Linked DNA regions of Mus musculus: region 1 is linked to region 2. A link is a contact called in public targeted proximity ligation data. All regions are on one chromosome and are shown on one strand. The core of a region is the stretch at or near the end of the contact, and the rest is flanking DNA. Distances in the headings are between cores, read along the strand shown. Region 1 holds the start of Ppp1r3c (protein phosphatase 1, regulatory subunit 3C). Region 2 has its middle 41 kb from the start of Gm32143.

Region 1 (3,698 bases), core at 1,145-3,644, 240 kb before region 2:
TTGATCTCCTAATGGTTTTCCTTTATCTAAGATGGTATTTATGACAGGCAGTTCCATGTAGGATGCTGTAAGTATTTAACAGATGACATGGTGCGCATGCTTGGCCCATGATAAGACTCAATGAGCCATGCATGGTGGTGACTGCTGCTTCTCTCAGGTACTAACTTTGCTGAGGTGAGAGTAGAAATGAGCACAGGAGGATCGAGTATTGAACTGAGCTCTAACGTGGGATGTTGCTGATACACACAAGTTTATTCCTCAAAGCAAATTTACCATCTCCATATTGCACAACAGGAATCTGAGGCTAGAACTTGCCTGGGTTCAGGTGAGGATTAAAACCCTAAACATTGGCCTTTCACGTGGTCTTGGCCATCTTGAGAGGGGCGTTAGTTCTGCTGTTGGTCAGGTGCTTTATTCAGAAGTAAAGCCCAAGAGAGAGAGAGGGAGAGAGAGGGATGGTCCAGCGGCTAAGAGCACTTGTTACCCTTGGTAGAGGACCAGGGTTTGGTTCCCAGCACCCACGTGGTGGCTTACAACCAATGACAGGGTATCCAGTGCCCACCTCTGACCTCTGAGGGCACTACATGTATGTGGTATGCATACATACAGAGGGGTAAAAAACACTCATATGTCTAATATAAAAATAAATCTTTAAAAAGTCCAATTATCAAGTTTCTTCCTCTGTGATGTTCAGTAGACGTTTCTTTAAAAAAATATTTATTTTAGTTTTACTTTGTGTTGGTTATGTGCACATGTGTGCAGGTCCTGCAAAAGCCAGAGGAGGGCGGTAGAGCCCCTGAAGCTGGAGTTCCAGGCTGTGTATGAGCGCCTGAGCTGGGTGGTACGACCTGCTCTCTGGTCTGTGGAAAGAAGAGCAAGGGACTCCTACCCTCTGAGCCGTTCTCCAGCCCCATAGCATGGTTCTTATTCTTTACTCCATTGTAACAATTCTTGAGTCTGACAGTTACATGACAGAGGAATTTTTTGCACATTCTAATTGGCTTCTAGATAGCCAAGCAGAGCTAGGTCATGGACTTTGTAAAAATAATCAGTATTCATACGCATAGAACAACAAGTAGGGGGAAAAAGGGCCATGAATTTGAAAGAGACCAAGGAACGTAGGAATGTTCGGAGGGAGGAAAGGAAAGGGGGAAGAACAAAAAACAAAAGAAGAAAACAATTTTATATTTGATTAACAGATATGCCTCCCCCCGCCCCTGCGCGTGCGCGCGCCTTGCTCTCTCTCCCCCCAACAGGGTTTCTCTGTGTAACTACTGAAACTCATCCTGTAGATCAGGCTGGCTTCGAACTCACAGAGATCCTCCAGACTCTTGCCTTCAGAGTGCTGGGATTAAAGGCATGCACCACCACACCCGGTCGAACTTTTTAGTTTTTAAAAGTCCAATTATCAAGTTTTTTCCTCTGTGATGTTCAGTAGACGTTTCTTTAAAAAATATTTATTTTAGTTTTGCTTTGTGTTGGTTATGTGCACAGAAGAAAAGAAAGAAATCTCAGCGAAAGCCGCTGGGTGGGTAGGGCATGAAATCAACTGTGATTTTGACCTCTGCCTAAGGATGTCATAACTCAGTCTAGGGATTTGGGCTGTCTGCTGCAATTGGTGACAATGAGCAAGGACAGTAACTTCATGTTGGCCTATAGTTCTCTCTCCCAAGCAGAGAACTGAATAGGTCAGCACATAGTCTCCATTTGCTTATTCAGAGGCAGAGTCTCGCTAGGCTGTACAGACTGGCCCTCTCTGCCTCTGTCTTCAGAGGGAAACACACACACACACACACACACACACACACACACACACGGCCACTTCGTTTCATGGGCTCACGTGTTTTCTTAACATTTGAGTGGCTGTGTGACTTTATTTGTGGAGGAAGAAGAGCCAGCCAACTTCTCTTTGCTTGGGCCAAGGTGCTTGGACACAAAGCAAGGAGCATCACAAGCATTTCAAATAACACAGACACCGGGCGGAGCCACAACTTTCTGAGCTCAGATTCAACTCTGCACAGACCTACGCGTTTCCATAGAAGACCCCGCCAGGCTCGCACAAGCTGCAGAAGGCCAGCTGCGAGCCGTGAGCTACGTGCTGCACGCCAGGCTCCGGGAACACGGCTGGATCCCGCTGGCCCAGGGCTCAGGGACTCTACGGCCGCCTTCCAGCACGCTCTGGTCACATCCAGCCCCGCGGTGATCACGTTCCAGGGGCAGGGGCTCGTGCCCCAGCTGCACAGTGGTTGGTCAGGGCGCACGGCCTTTGATTGGTCGGAGGGACCGGTTCACGTGATCTGGCTTTGATAAGCTGCCTCCCGGTTGCCTGCGGTCAGTCGGCCGGCTGGACCGCGGCGCTGCATCCTCTTAAGTACTGAGTGCGAAGTTGCTCAGGGTGCGGTTGTCGCGGTCGCCGCTGCCTCTCGGTCCAATGAGCTGCACCAGGTAGGTTCAGTGCAACTCTGCGCCCGAATGGAGGGGAGCCTGCAGCTGCGGGGACTTTGGGGGCTTTTGTGGTTTTGTCTTCTCTGCAGATGGGAGACTCCCAGGTTGATGGCTGAGTTGAATCGTCCCGGAGGCTTTGAAGGGATGGAATTTGAGTTGTATTTCTTAGCGCCTGTTTTGGGAATCTACATCTCACAGTAGAAACTGCCTTAGTGAGTCAGTTTTAGCTGGGATTCCTTTGCTGAAGTGACTCTGTTGCCTTTGAGCTCAAAGACCCAAACACTTGGGTGCAGCTTAGTTTTATTGATGAGGTAGTTTAGCCTGTGGCAAAAGGTAGAGGATTTTGCATTTCTTCTTTCCCCACTTCCCCTCTCCTGGTTTGTCATAGAAAATGCAGTCTTAGAGTTTGAGCAAGCTATTATTTTTAACTCTTGGCCAGGACTTAGAATTCCAGGGAAATAGCCCACTACTAAAACTTTCTATAAATGCAGGAGTAAAAAAGGAAAAAAACCAAAAAAACTAAAACAAAAAGAAAAACAAGAACAGCTCAACCAATAAAAAACGAACAACAGCTCCATCAACCAGGCAACCAAGACCATCTCACGAAATGTTGCATCTCCAGTTGTAACTTAGTCCAAGAATTCTCCCTCCCCAAATCCTGCCTCTTAATGGTTGTGAGACAAATAGACTTTGAGGTTTTGTTGCTGGAAGTTTGTAATCCTCTCAGAAAAACCCTAGAGCTATTAAAGTGAGTTCAGTATACATTCTTTACAGGCCACTTTGTGATGATGACCATATACAGGGTGCTGTGCTTAGCACTGGTATGAAGAGAATTCTTCAAGCCAGACTATATTTATGATCAAAATATGTTATATACATATATAAACTGTTAAAGAATAAATAATTAATAAAGCCCCAGACTCCAAAATGGCACCTACTGTATTTCATGTTTCTTTGATTTATAAGGCTGACATTGGAGAGGAAAAACCTAATTCTGTAAGTGTGGAATTATAGTGTGGTTCAAGGGAAAGAAAGGCCAGAAAAGTCTTGATGGATGGTTCTTTGTTTGATGCAAACTATTGTTATTGCCTTCCTACTTGTAAATAGGACCTGCTCAACAACAGGAAACATCATAGAAGCCCAAACCAGTAGATGCTATAATTCCATCAGTCAAAGATAATGAACATCTTAGTGTTTTCCTTTGTAGTTTTCAGTATTTATAAATTCATATATCTTCAGTGTATTTTAAAACA
Region 2 (3,672 bases), core at 709-3,208:
TCTGTGTTGCTGTGGACCTCCTCAGAGGCAAGCAGGCTATGGCATATGCATGGGTTCTGGCTACTGATCTGGCCAGGTTAGGAAGCTCCTTAGAATAAAGGTGAAGCTCAGGGGATGAGGGTGGGGGCAGGGAAGATGGGTCCCAAATCAGCTGCGCCCTGTGGTTGCCCCAACTGGTGTGGGAACTTGGGCGAGGTTCTCACCCATGTCTTTGATTTCTGTGGACCTCCTGGGAGGCACGCAGGCTATAGGTGTAGTTGGGTATCTGGCCGCTGATCTGGCCTGGGTAGGAAGCAATAAACAGGTTTTATAGCTAACACTTAGAATTAAGAGAAAGGGTGAAATTAAGGGTTCCTAATATTTGTAATATTACAAATTCCATGTAAAACAATCCCACAAATGTTACTCACATTCACTTTGAATTTCCGCAGAATGCTATAAGTTGGCATTGTTTTGTGTCACAACATAAGACCAGTTGGTTTGTGCTGTGGATAGCCCTGTGGCTAATTATATTTGATGTTAATTCCATTCTCCTGTGAGGGGCTGTGAACAAGGACTGAGTCAGCACTCAGGTGATTTCCTGTAACCTGCTCCACCTTAATCTGTAAAATAAAGGAGAGCTGATGATTGGGCAGGTAAAGGGAAGGCGGGGCAGGAGGTGGAGAGAGAGAAGAAGGAGAAAATGGGAGAGAGAGAGAGAGGTCGCAGAGGGGGAGGAGGAAGAAAAGCAGAGAAGCACATGGCCTGGAGAAAACTGCAAGTTCTAAGGGGTCTCATAGATGTGGAAGATGGAAGTGTAGCGGTAGATCTGCCCAATCTAGGTGCACAGCATGTAATCATATTAATTGTGTTGTGTTTTCATTGCCAGGGCATATTTGGGATGGAGAGATTTGCCTCAATACGTTTGTTATTGTTGCAACTGCTCAGAAATCAGAAATAATCTATAAAAAAAAATACATTTCTCGTTGTCACCCGATGGGCTGTTCTTTTGAGTGGCTTTACTTACTGTGTTTTTGGCTTTTAGAACCCCACACATTTTTGTTGTTTTCATTGCTTCATCATTGCCATTTTTACAGTGCAATCTATTTCTAGGAGCCGCTGAGATGATACTAGCCAACAGCAAGAGGACTGAGTGAGGCTGTGAAAATCTGAACCACGACCCCTAATGAAGAACCCACCCCTCACCCAACCCAAAGCTTAGGTCCTGGTAAGATGGAGGTCACATGACATCAGTCAGGCTGAAGGTGAGATACTGTGAGCCCCTACGAGCCTGGCTGTATGCCAAGGCCATATTTGGCTAAAGAAAGTATGCCCTTTAAAAGCCCAGCAGGTGTGTACCTACATGCGCTCAGCTAATGAAAGGTGTGCTTATTCTTGCAGCCCTGGTGAGGAGCAAACAATTCCATTCCTGATAAACAAGAACTTTCACAGTGCCCACGTCTCTGGAAGCTTTTAATATAAATTCTCTAAAAGTCTGTGACACTTGAGGGCTCTTCTTGTTTGGTGCTAGTTTGGATTGAATTTACATGTCTCTGTCCCTTTAAACAAAGGAGTTATCCCTGAGCTGGAGGCAGAAGGGTATTGCAGTGTAGGATCTAAGTTCTTGAGGCTCTGGGTTTCAAACCCAGGGTCACATTAAGAAAACCAAAGGAGTCAGTTCCCAGCTGGCATGGTACTTTGAAGAGCATAATTAAGATGGGGAATCTACCTCTGAAGGACAGGATCGCTTAGAAAATGTTCAAGCTTCATTTGAGGGGCTATGGGGTGAAAAATATGAAATTATGGAAGGAAGGAAAGGGGAGGGCACAACAAGGTAGACCTCATGAAGAATGTGAATTACACTTACCAGATGGCTTCATAGGGTGACCTTATTGGCAGTGAGTCACAGGGCACGCAGGAGGCCAGGCCTGCCATACCAAAGGCAGAATGGAGAGGAGTTTGGCATGGCTCCCCCGAGCTGATGGCCATGATTCATTGGGAACACAGCTGGGGCCTCGGGCAGATGGGAGATGGCTCAGCAGTGTAAGCACTGTGGGCTCCCGGGACTAGAGTCACAGCTCCATCATCTCTGATGTAGAGCAGGATCTTGTTAAGCTATCTTAGCCAAGGGAGCAGAGACTGCTCAAGGTTACATTTTCCCCTCTTTGCAGATTTCAAATGAGGTGGCACGCGGGTGGCATTGGAACATTCCTGGCAGGGAGGGCATCCCCCAGTCCCTGTTCCTTTTCTTAGACCTTGCTCTCTTTCAACTCCTTCTGTTCCTGCTTTACACTGCAAGAACCTGGAAGGGCTTTGAACTGACCTATGTTCAAGTTCACCCTCACTCCTTACTTGCTGTGTGGCTTGGAGGAAACCACTGTAAGCCCCAATTCCTCAGCCACAAGACAGAAGAGCTAATGACTATTGTAGGAGGAATGACAGTACTTATGAAAGACTCTGACATTCAGTGCCCACTCCAGTCGATCTCGGCACTTTTGGTATTTTGTCCAAATGCAGCTGTGGGGCGTGGTCCTGTGTGATGTGTAGGGTTTAGTAACATGTCTGGTCTCTACAAACTTGATGTCAGAAGTGCCCCGCCTCCAGCTGGAACAATGAAAAATGAGTCCAAGCACAGTCAAATGTCTCCTAATGGTTTCTGGCTAAGTATGACTTCCAGCTCATTGGCTTCTTAGTTTGGGGAAAGCAATCTGCTGTGTAAGGGACAGTCCAAGTAGCTTTTAGCTGGATGTGTAAGTTAAGAAGTGAGCTATTAGAGTGGGCTTAAGGTGTTGGAGCAATGGCTCAGCAGTCCAGGGCACGTACAGCTCACATAGAGAACTCAGCTGTCATGTCAGGTGGCTCACATGCACCTGCAATTCCAACTGGAGGAGATTCAAATACCTTCTGGCTTTGCAAGGCACTGTAATCACATACACACACACACACACACACACACACACACACACACACACACAGAGGGGGTGTGGGGGAGAGGGAGAGAGAAAGAGATTGAGATTGAGAGGACTATTTCTCTTCAGGGAGCCCACATAACTTTGTCACATCTGAGATCAAGCAGGCAGACCCCTCCAGGTTGTAGCCTCTGTCCAGCTCCCTCTCCTCTGACAGACAGTGGGCAGAAGAACTCCATCAAATAAGCCTGCATCCAAGCAGAAAACAAAATATGGAGACCCCTCTTGTCCGAACCGTGGTCACACTCTGTCTCTTTTAATGATGTTTTTTTTACAGGCACAGAAGGGGAACTGAGCCCTTCCTAAGGTCTGACACTCTGAGGCTCAGAACTGTTTCCCACAGTGGCCTATATAGTCCACAGAGATAGGAAAGAATCATATGCTGCAAGCTGAGTAACTGAGTGAGCCAGCTGTTCTTATTTTCCCCCAAGGACGTGCCAGGCCCCCTATGTGATGCAGGCTACTTATCAGCCTGGTGGCTAGCCAGTTCTGCAACACCAGGAAAAGCCTTGCTCAAGATCTTACTACAGTTCAGTCTCTCTAAAATAAGTTTCCTTTTTATCTATATATGGCAGTTTTGCCTGCATGTTTGTATGTGCATCAGAAGGTGTCAGATCCCTCGGAACAGATGGTTGTGAGCCACCGTGTGGGTGTTGGGAACCAAACTCCAGTCCTTTGGAAGATCAGTAAGTGCTCTGAGCTGCTGATCCATTTCTCCAGACCC

Evidence for each region.
Region 1: a targeted proximity ligation map of pancreatic cancer cells shows a contact between it and region 2. A contact is called at or near these places in 4 of 39 promoter capture datasets (embryonic stem cells, stem cell-derived epiblast-like cells and trophoblast stem cells), 1 of 484 Hi-C or Micro-C datasets (large pre-B cells), 2 of 130 datasets of targeted methods (embryonic stem cells and pancreatic cancer cells) and 2 of 9 other capture datasets (embryonic stem cells and pancreatic islet).

What each region holds. Positions count from the first base shown.
Region 1 is chr19:36,735,300-36,738,997 of GRCm38.p6, reverse strand. Ppp1r3c (protein phosphatase 1, regulatory subunit 3C) reads left to right here and starts at 2,394. Exons shown (of 2, transcript NM_016854.2): 1 at 2,394-2,445. The coding sequence starts at 2,432.
Region 2 is chr19:36,495,562-36,499,233 of GRCm38.p6, reverse strand. No RefSeq gene overlaps it. Among named protein-coding and RNA genes, the nearest start is that of Gm32143, 41 kb to the left of the region's middle.